3 separate regions of the Mus musculus genome follow, and all the other regions are linked to region 2. Evidence: chromatin contacts called from public HiChIP or PLAC-seq data. All regions are on one chromosome and are shown on one strand. The core of a region is the stretch at or near the end of the contact, and the rest is flanking DNA. Distances in the headings are between cores, read along the strand shown.

Region 1 (3,989 bases), core at 91-2,590, 130 kb after region 2:
AAAATATTTAAAGCTATGTCCTTTTACAGTTTTGGGTAACCACGGTCTTGTCTGCTGGAAGAGCACCCGGGTTTCAAAGCCATCTAGTTTGTTTTTCTTACTGCTTCCACCTGCGTTTCCGTTTCATCTCTCACCCCATCTGTGGCTGCTAATCCCGAAGAGCACCTTCGCTGCACTGCTACAGTGAAGCCTCAAAGCTGTTAAAACATCAACAAGAATGCGAGCTTGCAGGGCTGTGGAACAGCGAGGCGATCCTCATTCTCCGCGGATGAAGGACATCTCCCTCCGTGCGTGCTTGCCTCCTTGGGTCATTCATACAAACATCCTGTCTCCAAGTCCACCGTTGAAATCCAAGCCAGCCTGCAACATTGCATACTTACAGCCCTGGCATTCTGTCGACTTCTGCAATTGGGATAGCAACATTTTGTTCAGCCATTGGAAGTGTCCTCTTCTGTTACAAAATCAGTCTTTCCCACTTGTATCTGCCCAGTCCCAGTATGCAGGGACAGGCGAAAGGTGAGGCTGGTGACTGTATTGCATGCAGTCACCCTCTGCACTTAGAACTCGAAAGGAAACAGGACAGTATTTAAATATCGCAGTCCAAATGTCCAGCGTCCCAGGCTTGTAATAATGGAGACACTGTCATCACACAAACGTCCAAAAGAAATGCTGAGTGGAGAGATTGGTTAGAGTGTTCTCAGAAATCTTGGGGTTTACTTCCTCCTAGAAGTCAGGAACAGGATGCTGTGGACTGTCAATGGGTCATTAACTTGACATTCATTGGCCCTTTTGTTGACAGAATTGAGGGGGGTGGGCTTATTCTCCTGCCTACCACTAAGATTCATTCTAGGGAAGGCGTAAAATGCAGGGCAGCTGCTTAGAAACCATGGGCAGCGCAGTCCCGAGCCCTGCATTTACCAGCATGGAACAGGGAAGGTGATCCACAACTGTGGGCCCAATAGGCCCTCAAGAGGTTTGAATTGACCCTCAGTCCTGGCGTCTGGAAATCCATCATTCCACATAGACACAGACACCCGAGCTGAATGAGTAATTAGTATGGTTTAGAAAATTCAATTCAACAAGCAGTTATTGAGTGCACTGTGAGCACACAGTGTTCAGGACCAGGTGCTGGCGGAGGGAGGAAACAAGGGTGGGAGAGACTATGCAGTCATCTACGAAATGCTGCTCATTCCCAGAAGTGCTCAGGCCTGGCAGCGAGACAAAGCCTACGTAGGAAATAATGAGAAAATACGAGAGACAGTGTCTGATATTTAAAACCATAGGCTGAATGTAAATCAGACCTGTGGCCTCAGCACGGGCGATGGATCAGATGGGGTGGCAAGGAGCCTGTCGGTGAATGATTAACGGGTCCAGGGGGAGCTGAGGAGCCTGCATTGGAACACGATGAGGAAGCACAGACTGGAGGTCCTGATGGGGGTCCCAGGGGAGGGGGAGCCAGGCATGGTAAAAGTGTACTCTTATTTTGACAAGGAAGATTTTAGTAGATCTTCCTAGAACTGTGTGTGAGGATGTATGTGTGCATAGGTGTAAGTCTGTGCGTATGTGTAATTTTAAGGCTCCCTCCTTTTTTTTTGTTCCAGAAACACGTTTTCCACCATCGCTGTAGGAGGCACAGAGGTCGTTGTGTTCACAGACAAGCCCTAGGGAAACCAGAAATGTCAAACCCACAGGCCTGTCTCTTCATAGGGAGCTATGTGTAACCTAACCTGTTTTCTATCTAGGAGGCTGGGAGAGGATATGGTTAATAGCTTGGTGACTTTGTACTATCTGTGTCACCAGGCCATAGTGGATACTTCCCCAGACCCTTACAGGGAGCTTGTCAATCTATAGAATCTATTTTCATGGGGAACACCACACACTGTCGGTCTATAGAACCTAGCTTTATAGAAGATGTCACATGTATTTTACAATGAGTTTTGATGTGGTCATGTCTTAAACTTTATTGTGCACACAGGATTGAGTTATTTTTTTTTAAAGATTTATTTATTTATTATATGTAAGTACATTGTAGCTGTCTTCAGACACTCCAGAAGAGGGAGTCAGATCTCCTTACGGATGGTTGTGAGCCACCATGTGGTTGCTGGGATTTGAACTCTGGACCTTCGGAAGAGCAGTCGGGTGCTCTTACCCACTGAGCCATCTCACCAGCCCCAGGATTGAGTTATTTATCACCAGGAAAAGTTTCACCAAATTGTGCTGCACTGTGCTTAGATATGTATACAATAAAGCACTCCGAGAAAGACAGGAAGTTTGAACCAACACCAGCTACTAGGTCATATTGAATTGAACTGCCTTCTTGCCTCCTGCCAATCATCTCTACTTTGTTCATGGTAGAGGGCCTCACCTCTCCTATTACGACTTTTCCCGTGGAAGATCAAATGCTGGGCTTCTCAATGGGAAATTTCCAGAAATGATGAGACTATCATGAAAATTAATTTAAATCTTCCTGAGGTTGTTAGCTAGCCTGCACACCGAGATATGTGTCAAATATGAATATTAGGAGAGCAAGGAGGGGGTGTAACAGTCTTAAAATGACCTCAGTGTAACCACTCCATAAAGCAAAATTCTTAGAGTCATTGTTTCCGTTGGCAGGGTTCCCCTGCCCTTCCAGATATGCTGGGGACAAACTTTCCCACTTTTGAAGTTAGGCGGAGTCACATGACTAGCAGTGCTGTGAACCAAAGCGCTGTGAACGGCCTCTGAGAGGAAGTGGTACAGACTCCTGACCCTGCTCCTCTGCCTCCATCACTGCAGAGCTCACAAGAGCAGAGAGAGCCCCTACCAGAGTAGATCCTGGAGGCAGCTCCTCGGTGACACATGTGCCCTGGAGAGTCATTGGGGACCTCGGTGGATTGTTCAGGAGTGAGGCAATCAGCTGCTGTGCTGAGCCTTAAGATGTCGGGGTTCCTTCTGCCATGGCAGCATCTCCCCCTATCTGATTTTAAAGTCATGACTGACTTAGGTCTCTCACAGGTCAGAGTTGAGTTCAAAGAAGGTAAAGACAATCTCTAGGCATCAGTGAACTTTATGGGGAAAGAAACTATTTTAAGGTTCTATGTGCTCAAACCTTATATACCCTTTTGAGTCTCCTGACTGCCCCTCGAGGGAACCAACCAATTGCTTGACTCTTGACTCTGCCAGCCCCACCCCCAGAAGCTGTGGTTATTGCCAAGATTTCTGAGCTGTGTGAAGATTGGGTGAAGGCTCTGGGCCAGCATGGTTCTTACAGCTCATAAACCAAGCCTTATTTGTGCTGAGCCACATAGGCACTTGTAGAAATTAAAGAAAACGGCACACCAGAGAACATAGAAGTTGGCTCGCTCAACAGTCACCGGGTATCTAGTGAGGCTACCAAGAGCAGGGGAATAAGGACTAGAGAGGAATCTTGGCTACAGAGCAGGAGAGCCAAGCAAGCTTCTCTTCCTTTGTCCTTCCCACATGATACACAGAGGCAGGGTTTGTCTTGTGACACTTGCAGGCAGCAATGGTGGAGATTCTCCCAGGGTGGTGGTCCTCCCTGAGTGGTAGTCCTCCCTGGATGGTCATCCTCCCTGAGCTGTGTGCTGTCTTATTCACCACAATTCAGGTATCACACACACACACACACTTTTTAAAAAATTTTTTATTTTCCTTTCATTGGATATTTTATTAACATTTCCAATGCTATTCCTTTCCATGTCTCTCCTCCAGAAACCCCCTATCCCATCCTCCCTTCCCCTGCCTCTATGAAGGTGCTCCCCAACCCATCTACCCATTCCAGCCTTCCAGCCCTGGGATTCTCCTACACACACTTTTCTTATCCGTAACACCATGGACTTTCTGAGGAGAAGGTACCAATCTCTTGTCAGGTTCTCAGGAGAACTTGGAGTAAGACAATGAGTAGCATTATCTCATTTTACTCACAAGATTAAGAGAGGAAGTTGACAGTAGAGGCCTGAATCAGAACAAGTGGATGTTCCCGAGGAATC
Region 2 (4,513 bases), core at 1,157-3,656:
TAGAATGAAATCTCTAAAGCAGAAAGAGGAGAAAGCAAACACAAGAAAAGTCACAAGAGCTCAATGCACACTGGTGCGAACCCCGAAATCATCCATTAGGAAAATGGTGACCTTAGAGGAGAGCAGGAGAAAACCGGTCAGGGAGGAGTCAGAAGTTGTCTTCGTGAGGAGCCTCCAAGGCCTTGGCTACAACAGGGGAAACACAGTATGGGGGAGTGGGGTGTGGGGCTCGCTCAGAAGGATGGACACAGTCTGAACTTGTGCTTGGGAAAGCTACAAAACAAAGGGCTGGGGTTCAGGCGAAGCCCACAGAGGGGTTACCATACAAGTAGCAGTGACTTCACGATTCCATTCCGGCAGCAAGACCCAAGGGAAGACCATCTTGCCTATCAACACACTCCACTTCCAGGCTCAATGGATGTGGAAAATGATGCTACACTGGGAAGCTGCTTCAGAGGTCAGGCTGAAGCTGCACCTAGTGAGGTACCCAGGGGCAGAGTTTGTAGATGGCACATCAATGGTTCAGAGAATTGCTAGGTGAATCTGCACAGGGCAGTCACAGTCACATCCAAAAGTCTTTAAGTCTCATCAAGGTTGGATGCACGGGTATACCACCATGATTCATTCCCCAAGCTGTGCTTTCCCGACCCTGGGCTGCTGGCTGTGGTTTGTTTATTCACTTGGTCTGAGGGATGGAATCCAAAACCTGGCAAAGATAAACAAGCACAGAGCTACAACCCTAGGCCCCCAAGGGCATCCTTTTTAAACTTCTACCTCACGCTACCCTCTCAACTGGTACATCCACAGACTACACACTGACCACTCTAGGGAGAGTCAGTCACATAAACCACAAAGTGAGTAGCAGATGGGAGTGGTGCCCCAGGAATCTGTGCAACCATAGGCCATGGCCCTGCCTGACCCAGACGTATAAGCCAATTAAATGGTGGCGACTGTCCCCAGCAATATGCAACAAATACACAACTTGCAAAGACTGATGCCTGGCAGATCAGAAACCACAGAAGACTATTGGATGTTTTCTGTACATGGGTTGTGGCTGGAGAATTATGTCTAGGGGAGTTCTTAGAGGGAGTCATTTCCAGAAAACCCCTCGGAGGTGAAGTATCACAGTAGCAGCCAGAAAGGCTAGTTCACAGGCAGCCAGGACTCATGGGGAGCTGGGACAGTAAAGTCCTAATGCCAGCAGAAGGGGAGTGGTGGCAGGAGGTCCCCACGGGGATCCTCACACCATCAGAAGTGCAGTCATTTAGCCCCTGTGCAGCTGAGGCCAGGCTGGGATAGGCAACACACACCACGTGCTCTGGGAAAGCTTGAGATACATCGTCTGCAGGGGCTTGGAAGGGAACCCAGGGCTGGGTCTGGAATTCTGCTTGTCCTAGATGCCACTGGTCACAGGGAACCACGCATATAACCACACTTGGGGATCTGCCTTCCTGAACCAAGGCAGGCATTAAATAAATACATCAAGTGGCTGGTTAAGATCACCCTGTGTATCTATGTGAAGATGGTGTCTGTGTAAGGAGTGAATGGAAAATGGAGGGGGGGGGAGCCCAGGAAAGATTCCTTAGGTGGGTGAGGGGATACTGGGCCAAACCACTGAGAGACACCAAGGGTTTCCAGAGGGTAAAGGAGAAGGGGGCAGTAACGAGGGAAGTAACAGGTAGAAAAGTTGGAAAAGCTGGGCTCTCGGGTCTTTGTGTATAAATCCGAGCCTAGCTAGCTTCAGGAGACGCTGGAAGGCAACACTGAGGCAGATTTGGCTAGATGGCAGGGATGGTACAAGACTGTCACAGTAACGCTGGGCTACCCAGTGACCTTCGTGGAAGGAAGTTGGATTCTCTTGCTTCCCTGGAAAAGCAACTCAGCATGGGCTAGCGAATGAAGAGCGATCCCGACCGGCCTCGGCTATGGCGGGACACAGCAAAGGCTCACATTTCCGCCCAGCCGGGTACGCGGGCCGGGGCCGCCCGCACCTTCCGGGGCCGGGAGTTCAAGGTGAGCCCGGCTCACGGTGGCCAACAGGTAGAGAGCGCTGTGGGAGAACCGGCCACGAGCCACTCCCCCGGCACACGTGAGGACCCGGCTCGGTCAGGCCGGGCGGCTCCGGCTACTGGGAGCGCGGGCCCAGGAGGATGTGCACCGGGCTCAGATCGGCCCCACATCGCTCCCCGCCCGGCCGGCGGCCCGGCGCTCCGGATCCCGGTCTCCCGGGAGCCGCCCCGGGCGCCCCGGGTGCCCCAGGCCCCGAGCGGCAGCCGCGCCCCCCCGGGACCCAGCGCCCCACCGCGCCCCGCCGCGCCCCACGCGCACTCACCCAGCGACAGGAGCGCCAGCAGCAGCGGCCTCGGCGCCGGGCGCCCCATGCTCGGCCGGCGGGAGCGACTCTCCGCCTCCTCCTCCTTCCCCGCCGCCGCTCCTCCTCCTCCTCCTCCAGCTCCGGCTGCTCCAGAGTCGGCTGCTCCGCCGGGCCGCGCGCCTGCTCCGCTCTCCCCGCTGGCCGAGCGAGCCCAGCGCCGGCGCGGACGTGCGCACCTGGCTCGTCGCGGCCCTCCTCCTCCTCCTCTCCCGCCCTCCGCCAGCCGCCGGGCCCCGGAGCCGGCCTCGCCGATCCCAGGGCGCAGCAACCCGGACCGCCTCCCGAAAGCAAAAGGGAAGAGCCGTGGCGTCCGCCCGCCCGCGCCTCCCACCCGGCGCTTTGCCAGCAACAAACACAAACTTTCCCAAGCCCCTCCCCGCTCCAGGTAACGGAGGAGGCGCTGGGGCCACCCGCTTAAAGGGGAGGAGACGCCCGAGCCCACTCAGCCTTCCCCTCGGGCCCCCAGCCCTCGAAAAACTTTCCTCCGACCTTTAAAAGTTGGCCTGGAAGACTTGTCTGGAAACCTCATCTTTTGGGCCCTATCCCGGGACGCCCGGCATTCCTTCGCGGTGGAATCCCCACGAGTGTCTCGCAGCCAGCAACCCACACGTACACCCTCTGGTCTCCAGCTAAGCATGCCACCAGCCACCTGCTTAGCCCTTGCTAAAAATAATTACACAGATAGGAATGAAAGAGCTTCAAAGGCAGTGAATTCCCACCCCCTCATGGTCCAGAGGCCTGATGTGCTTGGGAGAGTTGGCAAGGGACTCTCAGCCAAGCATCAAATTCAACAAGGCTCTCTAACCCACCACCCTGTAGTTGGGTGGGCCTGCCTCCTTCCTGGCCCACCTCCCTCCTCTCCAGGGTCCCTGTGGTACTAATTAGAACAACTTCCAACTAAGGTACCCATAAAAGAAAAGAAAAAAAAGAAAAGAAAAGAAAAGAAAACCCACACCATCTATTATTAGCCGTAGTGCTTCAAATGGTATGTCTGCCGCCTGAGACTATATTCATTGCTTTAAGTGGACACAACTGGGTTTCCATTAAAGACTCTTTTTCCTCCCACAATAGAGTTTTGTGCTTTGGATTTGAATACAAAAGACTCCACAGCTCTGGGGGGAAAATCAGCGTTCCTTGTTTAAAACGTCCCAAGGATGAATCAGACATTCAGAAAGGCTCACTGGTATCCAGTGACCCCCTCCGTCGCCCGGGCCTTTCATTAATATATGTAAAACAAATCACAGATGTTCCTGGGGAAACTGCCTTCTCTGGTGCAGAACATTAAGCTTGTTCTGATTTCCACAAGCGTTTCTCGTTTCTGCCAACTGACATGCGACTGACTGGCCAGGTGTGAACCCTTCCGAAAGAGACTCCTAAAATTGTATTCCCAGCCAGGCGTGGTGACCTCCACTGCACTCTGTAGGTAGAGGCAGGATGGGCTCAAGGTCATCCGTCCCTGGCTTCAAACAGAGATCAAGGCCGGCTTGGGCTACAGGAGACCCTGTTTCAAAAGACCAAAATAAACAAATTCCTGGTGGTTCAACAATGGAGGTTTACTTACTGTCACAAAGTGGTAACAATTAAACAGAGATAAAATGGTATGGTAACTTTGGTGTTGAGTATATTTCCCCCTCAATATTTTTTTTCTTTTAATTTCTGTCTTGCCACCAAGCCTTTCCCAGAGTTTCCCCCACCCCTATCCATGTTCCTGTTGTTCTTTTTCCCAGAATTTCTGTAGGAAGGTCAATTTTCTTTTGTTTCTTTCCATTCTATCAAGCCTGAATATGAGCCTCATGTTAAGTTTTGAAATATGCTGGAACTACGGGAAAACGTAAGGCCTGGCTCTTCCAGCAGCTCAGCCTTCAGCTCATCAATCTTTCCGGGTTCTGACCACCCAGAATGCTTAACGTCTGGCCTGCACATTTTGGCACTTGATCACAGTCAGCTCAGCACACTATGTATACTGCTTCCACCTCTGCCTAATAACTGGAGGATCTAAGAGGCGGACACATTGTCAACTTGCATCCCCTCCTCACTGGAGAGGAGTTCTGTGCCCTTTGTTTAACAGACAAAAATCTGGACCTTGGAAAGCCTTCCACATGCAGTCAGAGAAGAGACTCTGAGCTAGACCCTGGAACT
Region 3 (4,366 bases), core at 1,147-3,646, 99 kb before region 2:
TGTCATATTTAAGCAGAGGAATCTCTTCCATAGCATATTTGCATCATTTGAAAGAAAATGACATTATGAGCGCCCTGCCTCTGAACCACTTCTGGATCCCCAATTTGTCAACGTCTAGTTAGAGCTGCCTTCAAACAGGAGTACACAAGAAGAGGTTATTTTCAAGCTGTTAAAATGCTATCTTTTTGCAGCCAGTCCATTTGAAACTACCACATGGACTTGGGTCTGCTATCCCTTAACACCAGTGGCCTCTCCTTTGTCCTAAGATGAACAATAAATGTCACAAACCTCTTTGCCATCTCTTGTTGATAACTCTACTTTTCTTGATGTTACCAGTAGGTCCCTGAATTCCCCCTTCAACAAACATTTATTAATCACATTGTGTATCACATACCAGACTATTCTAGGTATTTTGTATATAGCTCCTGTCAGTGAACCACGGTTTAGAGGAAGTTATAGGATAGGAACAAAGACTTCCTGGAATTGGTCACCAATATAGGACAGAGATATGCAGTAATGGAACAAATGTTAGGATCCCCCAGCAGATTTATCTAACCCAAGGTCAGGAGTGAGGGGAGACGTCTCTGAACTGAGCCTTGAAGATCAATAGCAGTCATTCTGATGAATAGAGAGCAAAGGATTTCCACATAAAAGGAAGTGGGGATTATCGAATCCAGGCAGTTGAGTTTGGTTGGAAGTCAGATCTAGGATGGAAAGTAGGAGGCGATGAAGAGACAAGTGAGTATAAAAGATCTTTTATGCCTGTCATGGGAGTTTGGACATGCGGAGGACAAGGTTTCTAATCTGTGGTGCTGGGACGTGGGGAGGACCACCACATCATGAACAATATGGAAGGGACAATGATAACGACCTACGCTATGACACTGAATATAGGCATGCCTTGGAAGCAGTTAGATGTAAATTCCAAGACCAGAAGACAAACCATTCTGGGTAATGAACACAGAGGTTGTCAACAAGTAGATTGTATCCACGGGAAGAATTGTTTCCCCTAGAAAAACGTGGAGACTCAGAGGACATATCTAAGAACAGTTGCTTTAAAAAACAAAACAAACAAACAAACAAAACCACCTGGGCTCAATGGGACGAGTGCATGAGTACCAAGGAGGAGGTTCAGAAGTTCAGGGTCATTCCTGGTCACCTAACAAGACTAGTTTAGAAAGAAAAGCCAAGCCAAGCATTGGAGCATACACCTGTAACCAGAGCACTTAGTGGGTTGGGGCAGAAGGACTGAGAACTTCAGGCTAGACTGTACACCGTCAAAAACAAAAACAAAAACAAAAACAAACAAAAGAATTAATATAGCGACTCAGAGGAGGAGGAGGAGGAGGAAGAGGAGGAGGAGGAGGAGGAGAAGGAATTCTTGGTGTTAGGAAGGAAACCTCATGGCGTGGAGCCGAGAGCAAGCAAGGCTCGTGGAAGCAATCTCAGACATCATGGGAAGAGCGAGTAAGTCAAGGCATGAATTCATGAGCAAGATCACGACTATTAACAAAAACATTGCTCAGCAGCACAGAGCAGGTGGTGGCTGCCATGCAAGACTATTTGCTTTGGGGGCACAATAGACACACCCCAGTTCAATGTTACGTCAGAGATTTATCGAGGTGTTGACTACGGTAGGGATAGATTAAGTGACTTGCCCAAACCTGGAGCTTATCACATCTGAGCCATCTCAAAGTCCCTCACAGCAAATCAGGAAAGAGGAAGCACAAGGCGTGGCAGAACCTCAGGCTAGGGAGGGTTTCACTTTCAGCCTCTGTGTTCTGCTATTGCATTAAGACTGAATTGGACTTGGAACCACAAAGTCTCTCTTACATGTTAATATATTAAAAGAGGCAGCTAAGCATATTTGTTGTGGTTTGAATGGTTATGCCCCCTATAAACTCATGTGTTTGAATACTTGGCCATAGGGAGTGTGGCACTATTAGGAGGTGTGGCCTTGTTGGAGGAAGTGTGTCACTGAGGTTGGGAGGTTTTCTATTGCCCAAGCTATCCACAGTGTGGCACACAGTCTCTTCCTGCTGCCTGTGGATCAAGATGTAGAACTGTTAGCTCCTTCTCCAGCACTACATTTGCCTGGATGCTGTCATGCTTCCAGCCATGATGATAATGGATTGAACCTCTGAAACTATAAGACAGGCCCAAATTAAATGTTTTCCTTTATAAGAGTTGCCATGGTCATGGTGTCTCTTCACAGCAATAAAACCCTAAGACAGTATTCTAATAGAATTTGCATGATTCCCCACCACTTCCAAATACGAAAACCACGCTGGAGTACCAGCAGTGACTGACTTAAAATATCATCTGCCCTGTAGGAGGTTCTTGAGGCTCAGCTGTGCCACACAGTATCATGAGGCTGCTGGCAATGAGAACTCGTGGCAGGTGTGGAAAGGTCAAAGAGCAGTGGTTATTAGCTGCTAAGGAAGTATTTCATTGTTTTAGCAACCAATGTGGCCATTCCACGTATACTAACTTCATGTTGATGCCATTAAATCATGCTCACTTTACCAGGACAAACGTGGTGAATGGATACATTATGTCTGTTTCTATAGTTTACACAAAGTGGGAGGAGCTCCGTTGTTATTTGAGACAGGGGCTCACTATTTCAGCCTAGGCTGACCTCAAATTCTCAATTCTCCTATTTTGGCCTCCTGAATACTGGGATTATAGGTATGCACTAAACCTGGCCAAAAAAAAAAGGATATTCTTTTCTTTTTTAAAAAAGGCTCAATGTCAAGTATCACTTACCTGGAAAGGTGACAGTAATCATTAATAGGTTAGAGGTGGCAGATACTCTGGCTGGGCCACTTGTGCATATGGAATCTCTGTCATAAACCTCCACTGTACACCGATACACCCCTGTCTCCTCCATAGCTGCATCGTAGATTTGGAGTTGAGAACGAAAGAAAGACTGTGACACCTTCGTCTTCCTGTGGATCTGGGAGAGGACGTCCCCCCATTCAACGGTGCCATTGTGGGCAATTCGAATAAGCCGATGAAAGGCTCCAGAGCCCGCTGGCTGGAACTGCCACGTTACCGAGAACGGCAGCTTGAGATCCGAGTAGTTGGCCCTCACTACACAGGACAGGTGGAAGGTATGGGCTAGCATCACTTGTGGCTGACGGCTCATCAGATTAACTCGTAAACTTGACTCTGTGGGGGAGAATGTGAGACACACTTCCTGTTTACCAGGTCCAAGCTCGGGGACTTCCAAGTTTTCTCAATGCCCCCTTTACACAGGGCCACACACTTGTGTTCCTGGAGTGACATGAATTTGGGGGTAGAGGTTGGTCCACAGTACAGTCTGTCCTGAATTTCAACCTCGGCTCTCCAAGTCTCCCCCCTCGCCTACGACTGTTCTCAGCAGCCACAACAAACAGGCAGTGTTTCTCCAGTGCGCCACTTAGACAGCTGCACAGAGCAGGGACACCACGCGCAGCCAGGGTCTGGCCTCTTTCCTCTCCCCACTCAGCAAGTAGAACACTCACAGCACGGTCTGGCCTCCTTCCTCCCTCTGGCCCACCCCCTGTCCCCCGGGCTCAATGTCACTCTCTTGCCCATGCTAGAGAAAACTCCATGATACCTGGGCTGCTGCTGGGACGGGGCAAGCTTGGCTCCACTCATCTGCTAGTCAACCAGGAATCACAGGGGTTTGTTTTCAACTTTGAACAATGTACAAGCTGCACTCTAGAATGATCTTTATAAAGATGAATAAACTCGAGAGGTTGCTGTCAGGCCTGATTTGCATATTCTGCTCTGCATGTCTCACGGTACACATGCCGCTGGCTGGCACTTGGGGTGCACATACCGCTGGCACTCACAGCACACGTACCCAGGGCACTCGGGGTACGTGCACCTCTGGCAGGAGTTCTGAATGATACCATCCAAACTTCAGTACAGAATAAGGTGACTGTCATACACTCAGAAAAGGACTTTTCCCAGTGACTTACTCAGAGATTTTACAGTGACTGAAATCTTCTGGGTTGACTGCAAACCTTTGGCCTGGTTCTGGAGTCTCTCTGACACCCTGCATTCATAGGTACCGCTGTCTGTGACCATGGCAGAGGCAATCTCCAGCCGAAAGGTGGCCCAGTCCACTTTCTCCAGCCTCCTGTTACCACGGTGCGCAGGGCCCGGAGAAGAGACTCCCAGCTGCACAGTACCATCTTGCCCCATGCCAGCCACAAACACGGGTGTGGACTGGTCCTGTGGGGTGAGCCACCAACTCACAGATAGAGCACTCACATCCCCAGCTGCCTTGCAGAGAAGGGTAAGCGTCTCTCCTTCCCACACAGTACGCTGCTCGGCAGACACGGTCACACTTCTTGCTGCAGATGACAGGTTATGG

What was found. HiChIP or PLAC-seq counts read pairs in DNA pulled down with a chosen protein or histone mark.
Region 1: a CTCF HiChIP or PLAC-seq map of CD8 T cells shows a contact between it and region 2, with 6 read pairs. The contact joins the enhancer-like site here to the promoter of Ptgfrn in region 2. A contact is called at or near these places in 3 of 39 promoter capture datasets (cranial neural crest, embryonic stem cells and frontonasal cranial neural crest), 1 of 15 datasets of contacts at CTCF or cohesin (CD8 T cells), 11 of 484 Hi-C or Micro-C datasets (CD4 T cells, CD8 T cells, embryonic stem cells and 1 more), 7 of 115 datasets of contacts at active chromatin or transcription factors (CD8 T cells, the SCID.adh cell line, embryonic stem cells and 1 more) and 2 of 9 other capture datasets (adipose tissue and embryonic stem cells).
Region 3: a BATF HiChIP or PLAC-seq map of CD8 T cells shows a contact between it and region 2, with 12 read pairs. The contact joins the enhancer-like site here to the promoter of Ptgfrn in region 2. A contact is called at or near these places in 3 of 39 promoter capture datasets (the 3T3-L1 cell line, embryonic stem cells and neural stem cells), 1 of 15 datasets of contacts at CTCF or cohesin (CD8 T cells), 12 of 484 Hi-C or Micro-C datasets (CD4 T cells, CD8 T cells, the N1E-115 cell line and 6 more), 9 of 115 datasets of contacts at active chromatin or transcription factors (CD8 T cells, the SCID.adh cell line, Th17 cells and 4 more) and 2 of 9 other capture datasets (adipose tissue and liver).

What each region holds. Positions count from the first base shown.
Region 1 is chr3:101,236,246-101,240,234 of GRCm38.p6, forward strand. No RefSeq gene overlaps it. Among named protein-coding and RNA genes, the nearest start is that of Cd2, 50 kb to the right of the region's middle. Within about 2 kb of position 1,341, at least 50 of the 459 cell types and tissues checked have an H3K27ac peak or open chromatin away from gene starts, as enhancers often do. A contact at or near this core is called in CD8 T cells, the SCID.adh cell line and regulatory T cells, where this site is marked.
Region 2 is chr3:101,107,760-101,112,272 of GRCm38.p6, forward strand. It overlaps Ptgfrn (prostaglandin F2 receptor negative regulator), which reads right to left and starts at 2,407. Exons shown (of 9, transcript NM_011197.3): 1 at 2,333-2,407. The coding sequence starts at 2,381. Gm52612 reads left to right here and starts at 1,207. Exons shown (of 1, transcript XM_030252967.1): 1 at 1,207-3,981. The coding sequence starts at 2,151. The coding sequence ends at 2,792.
Region 3 is chr3:101,009,020-101,013,385 of GRCm38.p6, forward strand. It overlaps Cd101 (CD101 antigen), which reads right to left. Exons shown (of 9, transcript NM_001167906.2): 5 at 3,969-4,346; 6 at 2,767-3,171. Among named protein-coding and RNA genes, the nearest start is that of Cd101, 18 kb to the right of the region's middle. Within about 2 kb of position 2,397, at least 155 of the 459 cell types and tissues checked have an H3K27ac peak or open chromatin away from gene starts, as enhancers often do. A contact at or near this core is called in CD8 T cells, the SCID.adh cell line, Th1 cells and 6 more, where this site is marked.